Linked DNA regions of Sus scrofa: regions 1 and 3 are each linked to region 2. A link is a contact called in public HiChIP or PLAC-seq and promoter capture Hi-C data. All regions are on one chromosome and are shown on one strand. The core of a region is the stretch at or near the end of the contact, and the rest is flanking DNA. Distances in the headings are between cores, read along the strand shown.

Region 1 (3,709 bases), core at 130-2,629, 55 kb after region 2:
CATTTTCCTTAAAAGGAAAGGATTTGACCTCCAGCACTGTATTGCATATGGGGCACAGAGCAGAGCCCTGGAGGCCGTCAGACTCCTCTCAAAGGTCCTTCTTCCCAGTATCCTTGGGGATCTACTTGTTTTTTCCTTACCTACCATGAGAACAAAGCATTTCCTTAACCCTGTAATCACAAAAAACTGTGAGCTTTCCTAAAACAAGAGAGAAAATGACTCAGTCCTTTCTGAGCTGTCTACACCATGCTGAAGGTAGGAGGAGGTTACAGTAAAAAAGAATCTCTTGGAGTTCCCTTCGTGGCGCAGTGGTTAATGAATCCGACTAGGAACCATGAGGTTGCGGGTTCGGTCCCTGCCCTTGCTCAATGGGTTAACGATCCGGCATTGCTGTGAGCTGTGGTGTAGGTCGCAGACGCGGCTCGGATCCTGTGTTGCTGTGGCTCTGGCGTAGGCCAGTGGCTACAGCTCCAATTTGACCCCTAGCCTGGGAACCTCTATATGCCGCGGGAGCGCCCCAAGGAAATAGCAAAAAAAAAAAAGACCAAAAAAAATAATAATAAATAAAATTAAATTAAATTAAATTAAAAAAAAGAATCTCTTATTCAGTCACCCAAGAAAGAGTTGTAATTTGAGTCATATCTTAAATGATAAATAAGGAGAAAAGGAGCACTCCCGCTCCCGATAGAATGACTTTAGAAAAAACATGAAGGCAAGGAGGAATACAGTGTGTGCAGGAGAAGAGGTTGTTTGGAGTATCAGGAGAAAAAAATAGAAAAGGTCAGTTTGACTTTCTAAGTTTGGACTTTCTCCAATAACAGTTGTTTTCATCTGTTTTAGCAAGCTTGGGGATTCCATTAGAGGAAACTTGAAGACCACCTATGGGAATGAGAACCCAAAGCTTCTGGGACCATCTTTAAAAGAGCAACTCTGCTTTCCTTTGTTTCATATGAAAGGTTCCACCTAAGATTTCGTGCGAGGGAAAAAAAAAAAAAGGTTTATAGTGATAACAGGATATTGAGTGTTTACTTTGTATCAAGTCCTGTTCCAGACACTTGCCACGCATCAGTTCTTTTAGTCTCACAACACCACCACATCCTTTACAGATAAGAAAACCGAAGCTTGGGTAGATTATGTGGTCCCATAGCTATAAAGTGGCAGTGCTAAACTTTAACTCAGTCGTGACCCCAAACGCCAAGCTCTGTTAAGACTGCATTAATTTTGTTTTGATTTGTCTTTTTGCTTATTAGGGCCACACCTGTGGCATATGGAAGTTCCCAGGCTAGGGCTTGAATCAGCAGGCCTATGCCACAGCCACAGCACCATGGACCCCGAAAGCCACGTCTGCGACCTACACCACAGCTCACAGCAACACCAGATGTTAACCCACTATGGGAGGCCAGGGATCCAACCAGCATCCCCATGGATACTAGCCCTGTTGGTAACCTGCTGAGCCACACCTGGGAATTCCCAAGACTGCACTAAATTTAAGACGATTTAAGGAGCAACATGACGTGAGTTTTGACGTTACAGGGGTCGACTGTATCCCTGGACTCCTACAACAATATTGGTCTACAGTTGATCAATATTCAGAAGAGATACGGAAAGAAAAGGGCTGAAGAGACTGAAAACAACACCAGGCGGACCCAGTGAACCATAGTGCCCTCTAGCTTCCCAGATGGGGGCGGACCACGACCAATTAAACGCGTCAGCCCCGCCCCTCCAGCTCCGCCCCGTTGCTATTAGCCCCGCCCCTCGCCCGGCCACGCCCCTCTCCCGGCCCCGCCCAGACGCCGGCGTCCGAGCTGCCCACCGCGCGCTCCGAGGTCCGGCGGCGTTTGCTCCAGAGCTGCTCGAGATTTTCGCGGCGGTTGCTGGGCGTAAGGGCCGCGCCCGGGGTCGTGGAGGATGCCGAAGGAGTGGTAGGTATGGCCCAGTTTTCTGTACTCTCACCTTGGGCCCAAGTCCCGCAGCCTTTTCCTCCGTTAGTTCAGAGGCGCGTCCATCTGCCCCTTTACCCGGCGCTGGGGAACCAGCCACAGATCTTTTTCTCCCTCTCCCTGACTGGGTTCTCTCCTCCCTCACCCCACATCTCTCTTCTTTAGTCTCTCCCTTCCTCCTCCGTTTCTTTCTCTCATTTTCCCGGCATTCGCAAGGAAGAAGGAAGAGGTCAGAAAAGACTGAGTGAAAAGTTAGTTTTATTAACCGCAGACATTCACCGGTGCCGATATTAACCGGTAAATATCTACACATGAAACTTCGTGAGCTCCGGTGGTTGGAGATGGGTTCCAGGATTGATCCTGGGAAGGCTCACCTGCCTCCTCACAGGGCTCTCGCCTCGCCTATTTCTTTCAGCTTTATCACGGTGGACAAGCGCTTTAGATTGGTGCTTTCGAAGGGTCGAGGACAGTTGTACAGGTACCATGTGTCAGGCTTATCATTCAGGAGCCCTTATAAGAGTTGTACAGGCCCAAACCTGGTCACTGACGCCGCTCGGTGTGTGTCCTATAGTCGATGAAAAATCAGATGGGGTATTGGAGGGGGATGATTGGCTTGGGTGGCACCAAAAGAGGTCACACCCCACTCCCTAACGTTAATAGGGATCAGTGGTATTGTTATTTGTGCAACGGAGGTGTGGGAAATTAACACCTATTACTATCACAGATAAAGAATTCGTGCACCCGACTTTTTAGTCACCATGTGACTACAGAAAGGGTATTCCTATTTATTACCTCCCTTGAGTACTAGAATTTATTATACTGTTGACTTTTGTCAGTTGACTCTCTTAAGCTCCTGCCCAGTACCAGACAAAAGGAAAGAGGCAGGAGCAGTAATAGCAATTTATAAAGTAACATTTTTATAGCACTTCCCATTTTGTATATTTTCATATCGTCTTGTTTATACACCCTGTAAGATCGAGTTGGTTAACAGAACACCATTTTACTGACGAGGGAACTAAACACTGATATTGAGCAGTGGCTGGAAGATAGTACAATATAAGTTCAGAAAATATTTATTGAAAGAATAAATGGATGAGAATTTAAGGAGCCATGCCTTATTCGCTTTTGTATTGTCTATACTCAGAACTAAGTCGAGCAATAGTAAGCCCACAGCTGTGAGTTGGAGACGGTGAGTGGCTTGGTCAGGGACAGGAACTCATCAAGTATTTTTAGGGAATCTGCTGTTTTGCCAGGCATTGTGAATGCAGTGGTTAAAATAGACGGGCAAAATCCCTGTTCTCATGGAGCTTAAGTTGTAGCAAAGACAGAAAATAAACAGGTAAACGATATATGAACAAGGAGATTTTGGATAGTGGTGAGTGCAGTGAAGACGTAAAACAGTATGAAGTGAGAGGAACTGAGGGAGGGGTTACTTTAGATTGATTAGGGAATGCCTCTCCGAAGAGCTGACATTTCTGCTGAGACCCCAGTGATATAAAAAAGCCAACCATGGAAATATTTGGGATCAAAGCATTGCAGGTAAAGGAAACTTCTGTTGTAAAAGCCCAAGAGAGGAAAGAACTTGATTTTTTAAAAGACCATCAAAAACACCATCACTGGAATGCAGAGAAAGTGGTATAAGATGAGTTTGGAGAGATAGGTAGGGGCCAAAGCATGTTGGGCTTTGAATCTACTGTGGAGATCTACCCATGGGATAAGTTTGGAATTTATTTAAAGTGTGATGAGAAGCCAGTAGGAAGTGTTTTGGA
Region 2 (3,718 bases), core at 416-2,915:
AGGTTTTTCTTTTTGTTTTAGGGTTTTATGTTTGCTTTTTCTTTGTTGTTACCTCAAAAGACCAAGTGACTTAATGCACATATAGATAATAAATGAGCAGTTCCTCAATCTTTTGTTTTCAAACTGTATTTAATATTAACAAGGAAGATTTTGAAATGGACAGTGAAAGGCTAACATTTTATGTATGAGGAAGAACATGCATTTGATGAAGACGAGTCAAAACTGAAAGCAAAGGACATTTTGACTAGCATTCCTAAAGAGTTCATTGATTATGATTTGCTTTAGGGTTCTGGACCAGATATTCCACTACTGGATCACCTATAGTTTGGTTTTTTACCTAGACTCCACATCATCCACTTTGTCTTGGATTTTAGTTTTTTGCTTTGTGAAATTAGGGAACTGGGCCAAATGATTGGGTTTCTTTTGATGTATCAATCAACATGCTATAACTTCTTATCAAGTGAAGTAATACAACACTGAAGCTTTTAAGTATTTTATGAAGTACTTACATGCATATGTGAACGATGAAAAAATGAATTCTAAATAAGCATGTGATGGATACTGCAAAATGGATTCTAACAATAGCAAATGTTTCCTCAGAGTTAGTTCTTTCAGAGAGAACTCTAAACTATAAAACATTATAAATGATAAAAGCAAAGTAAAGCTAGCCAAAAGTTCCTTGTTCTCCAAAGTTGTGTTAATCAAATCGGGTGATGTATCATGAAGATCATATGACTGAAAGATAAGGAAAAATACAGTTCATTCCTGCGGGAAGAGGAAGCTGGATGTCACTAGAAACTTCTACAAGCTTTAGGAGAGGAAGTGTTCTGTTTAGAAAAATAATCATTTTAGGCGCTCTGAAGAAGTTCATCCATTCTCTCCTAAAGGAGGACCTGAGAGAGAAGGAGTGGGTTTTGTCTAGTGGAAACATTTATGTGACATTGTCCGTCTTGCCTGAAAAACGGTGATTAAAATTGGCACTTGGTTAAAGGGTGAAAAACAGGTAAGACAATTTTTATTTCTTAAAGGAAATGAAAATTACCCCCGAAAGGGCGCACGCGCATATACACACATTTAGTTAAAGGGGGGAGGAAGGATTATAAAGGAACGGAAGACAAGGTAATGGAAAGGAGAACGAAATGCAAAAGAATCAAACTGCTGATGAACAGGTGAAAACCTAAACCCATACAGCAAGAAGGGCAAGTGCTAAAGAAGCGATAAAAGGGAGTTCCCATCGTGGCTCAGTGGTCCGACTAGGAACCATGAGGTGACAGGTTCGATCCCTGGCCTTGCTCAGTGGGTTAAGGATCCGTGTTGCCCTGAGCTGTGGTGTAGGTTGCAGACCCGTGTGGCTGTGGCTGTGGCTGTGGTGTAGGCTGAGGCCACAGCTCCGATTGGACCCCTAGCCTGGGAAGCTCCATATGCCGCGGGAGGAGCCCTAAAAAAGACAAAAAAAAAAAAAAATTAAAAAAAAAAAAAGGGAGAAGGACAAACAAGTCTTTTATCCCACTTAGTCGTTCACTAGTAGAGAGAATCTCGTCTTCCCGCCCCACTGGAGAAGACACTTCTAAAGACGGGGGTTAAAACTCAGAATGTAGAGGGGGACGACAAAGCCAGCAATTCGCTGCCCGGGCCGCACTCCTGGATGCTCAAGAGCCAGCGCTGCGCGTCCTCGCCCAGGAGCTCGTCCTCGCCGGGCGAGACGACGCCAGGGTCGGCGCGCGCTGGGCCACCATCCTCGTAGCTTCCCAGGGAGGCGCGCTCGTCCGGTCCCCGGGGGCTGGCGGCGCCGCCCGTAGGTCCCGAGAAGTGAGCCAGCTGTCCTCCGGGTCCCCTAGCCCCACGCAGAGCCTGAGTCCGCGCCCTGCAGCCCCAAACCTGCGGAAAGCGCGTGGGGCCAGTTACTGCTGGGCCCCGACCCGCCCGGGCTCCCTGCAGGGACCACCCGGCGGGTCTCCGTCACCGGACCGCCTACGCCGAGCGAAGAAGGCGGGGCTGCGGGCAACCGGCGCCCCGGTATTTGCAATAATTGCAGCCTCCGGCGCTGCCTGGGGCGATGCGCGACCCGGAAACCTAGCGCGCAAGGTTCGACCCGGCTCCCCAGAGGACTTGTGAGCCACTTTGCTCACCCTTGGGGCCGACCCGGGTGCCTGGGCCCCGGAGCGCGAGGTGAGTACCCCCTCACCCCCGAGAGCACTGGGGGGTAAATTAAACCCGCACCCGCGGCGGCAACATGTAGGCCTTGTGGGCCAGAAACCGGGAGCCGAGCGCCCAGCGCCTTCTGGTTGTGCGCAAAGGGGTGGCTGGCTGGCTGGCTGGCTGGCTGTGTGTCTGTCTACTGTAGGTAGTTACTGGAGTAGGTTCTTATTATTTGTTTTTGTTTTAGTTCTCAAATCCACTAGAAGTTGTTGCTACTGTGGCCTAGGGTTAGCACCCCTGATGTGCTACGACTAATCAGATCCTACTGATTGGGGAATATAAATAACCTCCTGCTCTTAAGCGCACACTGCGTCTGAGGCTTTATGTGACTTACCAGGCATCAGCTTGTTATCACATCCTTGTTACCTCACCATAGAATCCCGGTATGTTTTGTTGCCCTAAAAGATTCATAGCAGGAAGGCATCATTGACTTTAGCCTCCCATCAAGAAATCCAGGACACCAATGGCTAGAGACAGAGCAGGTAGCTTCCTTAGCCAGGTCTACCTCTGTTTTCTCTGAGAGACTAAAACCCCCTTTCCCCACTCCTCTGTCATGCGGCCTCCACCAGATTTTACTGCTGCTGTACAGTATCTCATGAAGTTCTGGTTTACTGCTTCTAAGTCAAGAATGAAAGTTTTTAATTTTGCAAATACCTGTGCATCTCCTCTGGGCCAAGCAGGCATGGGAACAGGAGATGCAAATAGGAATTTAATGCACTTTCTGCCATTCAGGAGCTCAAAATTCAATGGGTCAGAATATACCTAACAAGTAACGAGGTAGTGTGATTTACCCTATGCTAATGATGTGAGCAGAGTGGCTGATTTGTATATTTTCTAGCATATTAAAACCTTTAGAGTTACAATCTTACTGACTAGATTTTTGCCTTTTTAGAATGTCCATAGAAGGCATGATAGAATAAGGGGGGAAACGTCAGTGACGTAGGCCTGAGTCGGGGTCAACACTGAGAGTTGCTGAGCTGGATATGGAAGTTTGGCACTTCACACTCCTGCCTACCTGTGCCTTCTGGTGTAGGAGAAACCGGAAAGCAAAGAATATTTCCCAGACGCTCTTCCAGAGTTCTGGCTGTGTAGGTAGGGTCCAGCAAGTAGATGACTTGCCTGTGATTTCAAAGGCAGAGGTGAGGCAAGTGTCTCTTTACCAGCGTCCATTAGCCGTGCTCTTCAGTACACTCCTTGCTATTTTCAGCTGTTTTCTGTTGGCAGAGAAGGTACACAAGATATCAGTGTCCAGTCTACAGTGTTGTGGATATTGGCTGGGATGTCCAGCAGCCAGACTCAGCGTGCCGTGTTGAATTACCAGCTTCCTAGCTTGTGAGGAGTAGTTGAGGGAGGGCACGAGCACATTCTGAATTCCCGGTCCAGACAGCTTCCAGAGCCCAGCTTCTCAGGGTTACAGCGTCAATGTGTTCTTGAACTCCACAGTCCCTCTGAGTTTCCTGATTGTGGCAAAAATAGTATATTCCGGAGTTCCCGTCGTGGCGCAGTGGTTAACGAATCC
Region 3 (4,195 bases), core at 252-2,751, 35 kb after region 2:
TTCTTTTTTCTACAATAATGAAATTTTATTTTTATTATAGTTGATTTACAGTGTTGTGCCAATCTTTCATATTTTTTAGTAATAAAGTAGATACATACTGAAGTAAACAAGGAAAAGATACACAAATCATAGCTTATGCTAGTTTTGAAATTTATCTCCAATATACAGATACAATATACATATCTTTCTCAATATAAGCCCATTTTATATGTGAGACATTCTAACTCACATATAGTTAAGAATGTGGAGAGCAGGAAATATCTATGAACTTTTCCTTCTATGTAAATCAGACGCTTTATGTTGTTGATTAAAGGCTGTGTATTTATGGATTTAGAATTCTGTCTGAAGTTTTTCTTCTTATGTATTTTTAAGGTTCCACAGTTTTTAATGTCCTCAAGGGAGTTTTGGAGGTTGTAATTGGGATGGCAGCTGGATTCCTTCTTGGATTTTTTATTCAGTATTTTCCAAGCAGTGACCAGGTAAAATAAATAATCTGTGGAAAAGTCATGCTCTAAAATGTCATTGGAGGAGTTTCCACTGTGTCACAGTGGGATAGGAGGCATCTTGGGAGTGCTGGGTCGCAGGTTCAATCCCTAACCCAGCACATTGGGTTTAGGATCCAGCCTTGCCACAGCTGTGGCTTAGGTTGAAACTATGGCTTGAATCTGGTCCCTGGCCTGGGAACTTTATATGCCGTGGGGCGGCCAAAAAATGAAAAAATAAAAAAATGTCATTGGGGAAGCATTCTAGAACACCCCTGAAAGCTGATGTGAAGTATGTGATTTAGAAGAATGGGCCCCCAATTTAATACTGCTAATTGCAATATCGGTGCTGTCCATAGGGTTTATGAAAAGGGCTGGATACATAAGATTTTAATGCAGTCCTGGAATTTTTTTCTCTGTATTCTGTATACTTCAAATTTCACTGTGAAACAGATAATATCAATTCTAAACTAATACGTGTCTTTTAAAATTTTATTTGTTTTTATTATTATTCGTAGTACTCAACTAAATCAGAATATAAAATGGCTTTTGGGCCCCCCACCTTTTTAAGTATCCAAATACCTTAAATTCTTCTACAGTATCAAAATACCTTAGATTCTAATACTATCAAATAGATAGACCTTAACATGTCGTTGTAATATAGTCCAATATTTCTCACCAAAGATATCAAAGTTTTTCACTATACCCAATGATATCTTAATTAAAAAAAAAGGTTTTATTCTCCTTTACCCACTTAAGTCTCTCAGAATTATCACATGAAAGTCTTTTTTTCCTGTGAGAACTGGCATTATTTTGAGATTTCAGAGCATTTTGAATGTAGTTAGAAATTAACTAAAGTAGGATTTCCCATCATGGCTCAGTGGTTAACGAATCAGACTAGGAACCATGAAGTTGCAGGTTCCATCCCTGGCCTCGCTCAGTGGGTTAAGGATCTGGCATTGCCATGAGCTATGGGGAAGGTCGAAGATGCAGCTCAGATCCCAAGTTGCTGTGGCTCTGGCATAGGCCAGCAACTACAGCTCGGATTAGACCCCTAGCCTGGGGACCTCCATATGCCACAGGTACGGCCCTAGAAAAGGCAAAATCTCACACACACACACACACACACACACACACACACACAGAAAGAAATTAACTAAAGTAGAACTAACATTATCAGAATGTATGTTGGTTTGAATTTTAATGTGCTCCAAAAAGCTCCACGTGAGATTGTCTATAGAAGATTTTATAGATGCATAAAAGAAAATTATAAAATTTTCTAATTAAACAGCAAAAGAAAGAGAAAAATAGTAGCTTACGTATTAGTGTTTACTGTGTATAAAGTATGTTGTAAGTACAATAACGTGCTCTCATTCAGTATAGCAGCCACTAGCTGCCTGTGGCCGTTGCAGATAAAGGACATTTCCATAGACAGTGCCAATACAGAAATTCCCGTCGTCACGGAATGTTCTGTTGGAAAGTGCTGATCTAGTGCAACCCACACCATAGCACTTGAAGAGCATACTATTAATATGACCATTTTTACTGATGAGGAAAATGAGGCTTGGGCAGAAGTGAGTTAAACAAGGTCATATAGCTGGAAAGCAGTGCACCTGGGAATGAACTCAGGTAACCCAGGCCAGAGCCTGCATGCCTCCAAGTCACGATTTCTTAAGTCCTGCCTTCCTTCTAAAGTGATCAAGAAGTTTAAAAGGCTGAACAGGGAAAAGTAAAAATAAAAAAGTCCGCATTTCTTAGACTTCAAAAATCAACAATAACAAAACACTACTATCAGTCTAGAGGCTATTAAAGCTTCTTGGTACTCAAGGATTTAGAAAGAAAAACCAGGAGAGCACCACATTAAAGAGTGAACAGAAAGCGCCTCAAAATAGTAGAGATATATTTTTAGCCTTGACAGAATCCCTGTGATGTAACTGCTTTCAGGAAGAAGGAACGGAAGCTTGGAAGTAATGTGGCCAACTGCATACGCCCATGGTGTAAAAGAGAGAATTTTAACCCTGGTCTGTCTGACTCCAAAGCCCATATGCTTCTTCCTGCTCTTCCATTTAGCGCTGTAAAATTCTGCTTTGATAACTACAGAGAAAAATAACTGGCATCCCTGGAGAGGAACCTACATTTGTACGTGGGCTAATTCTATTTTTACTAAGGAAAAGAAAGTAAATGTTATATCATGCATTCATGTGCACAGACAAAGGACATTTTTATTTCCTACCAAGTCCTGAATATGGAGAAATCAATAAATAGAAATCAGTTGTCTGAAATAATTGCACTAACCAGCCCCTTTTCTCCTCAAGGACAAGCTCGTATGGAAGAGAGCGTACCTGGTCCTGGGGCTGGCAGTGCTGGCTGTGTTTAGCAGCACGTATTTTGGTTTTCCTGGGTCTGGAGGACTCTGCACGTTGGTCATGGCTTTCCTCGCGGGCAAGGGATGGGCCAGCACAAAGGTGAATTCGTTTTACGTTCCTCTGCTTGTGATTACTTTCTGAACAGATTCATGTTTTCTTTCCAGGAAATTTCCTAACATCAAATTAATGAAATTATTGAATCATTAAAAACGATTTTCTGGAGTTCCCATTGTGGTGCAGCAGAAACAAATCCGACTAGGAACCATAAACTTGCGGGTTTGATCCCTGGCCTTGCTCAGTGGGTTAAGCATCCAGCGTTGCCGTGAGATGTGGTGTAGGTCGAAGGTGTGGCTTGGATCTGGTGTTGCTGTGGCTATGGCACAGGCCGGCAGCTGTAGCTCCGATTGGACCCCTAGCCTGGGAACTTCCATATGGTGTGGCCCTAAAAAGACAAAAGACAAAAACAACAGCAACAACAAAAACAACCAAAAAACAACAAACGATTTTCTATGCATGTGTAGATGTATGCCCAAGTGCACACACCTACATCCTTTCCCCCCCACATTCCAATCTATAACTTAACATCTTAAAATATATCATGGTCCTATTTGCATGCTGCCTTCCTTATTCTTTGTAAGGGCTGTAGAGCATCCATGGTATAGCTGTTGCTCTACTCTGTTTAATCAGTCTCCTACTAACAGACATTGGATTGTTTCTAGTTTTCAGCTAAGACAGAAAATGCTTCAGTAAAATGCCCTTTCTTATACTATAATCCATAAACTCTAAGATACTACCCAGTCTAAGAAGCATCATTATTTTACATGCCACCAAAAAAGAAAAAGAATGCTGCCAATTAAACTGTGACATAATTTAATTTCTGAAACATTAAAATGTGAAAAAAGTTAACGAAGTAAAGCATATTATTGAGGTTATGTATAGGATATATTTCTAGAAATAGGATTGCTCTATGAAAGTGCACAATATTTTTGATAATGTCAATTTGCCCTTTTAAAAGGCTGTACCAATGAATATTCTCACCAACAGTGTGTGAGGATCTGCTTTTCTTTTTTTTGGATTTTTAGGGCCACACCCATGTCATATGGAAGTTCCCAGTCTAGAGGTCGAATCAGAACTGTAGCTGCTGGCCTACACCATAGCCACAGCAGCTCAGGATCCATCGGAGCCATGTCTGCAACCTACACCACAGCTCACGGCAATGCCGGATCCTTAACCTACTGAGCAAGGCCAGGGATCGAATCTGCATCCTCATGGATGCTGACCAGATTTGTTTTGCTGAGCCATGACGGGAACTCCAGGATCTGCTTTTCCGGAGAAAATTAGCTAACA

Evidence for each region. Promoter capture Hi-C pulls out the DNA fragments that hold promoters and counts their contacts. HiChIP or PLAC-seq counts read pairs in DNA pulled down with a chosen protein or histone mark.
Region 1: a contact with region 2 is called in a promoter capture Hi-C map of liver, with 2.2 times the contacts expected there. The contact joins the promoter of SLC9B1 here to the promoter of SLC9B2 in region 2. A contact is called at or near these places in 1 of 5 promoter capture datasets (liver), 4 of 47 Hi-C or Micro-C datasets (epiblast stem cells, fetal heart ventricle and liver) and 1 of 2 datasets of contacts at active chromatin or transcription factors (skeletal muscle).
Region 3: an H3K27ac HiChIP or PLAC-seq map of skeletal muscle shows a contact between it and region 2. The contact joins the enhancer-like site here to the promoter of SLC9B2 in region 2. A contact is called at or near these places in 5 of 47 Hi-C or Micro-C datasets (epiblast stem cells, fetal heart ventricle, heart right ventricle and 2 more) and 1 of 2 datasets of contacts at active chromatin or transcription factors (skeletal muscle).

The regions. Positions count from the first base shown.
Region 1 is chr8:118,050,712-118,054,420 of Sscrofa11.1, forward strand. SLC9B1 (sodium/hydrogen exchanger 9B1) reads left to right here and starts at 1,380. Exons shown (of 13, transcript XM_013989374.2): 1 at 1,380-1,922.
Region 2 is chr8:117,995,112-117,998,829 of Sscrofa11.1, forward strand. SLC9B2 (mitochondrial sodium/hydrogen exchanger 9B2) reads left to right here and starts at 1,666. Exons shown (of 11, transcript XM_021100729.1): 1 at 1,666-2,169. It overlaps BDH2 (3-hydroxybutyrate dehydrogenase type 2), which reads left to right. Exons shown (of 10, transcript XM_003129285.5): 10 at 1-108.
Region 3 is chr8:118,030,755-118,034,949 of Sscrofa11.1, forward strand. It overlaps SLC9B2 (mitochondrial sodium/hydrogen exchanger 9B2), which reads left to right. Exons shown (of 11, transcript XM_021100729.1): 9 at 373-479; 10 at 2,798-2,947. Among named protein-coding and RNA genes, the nearest start is that of SLC9B1, 19 kb to the right of the region's middle. Within about 2 kb of position 1,502, at least 3 of the 83 cell types and tissues checked have an H3K27ac peak or open chromatin away from gene starts, as enhancers often do. A contact at or near this core is called in skeletal muscle, where this site is marked.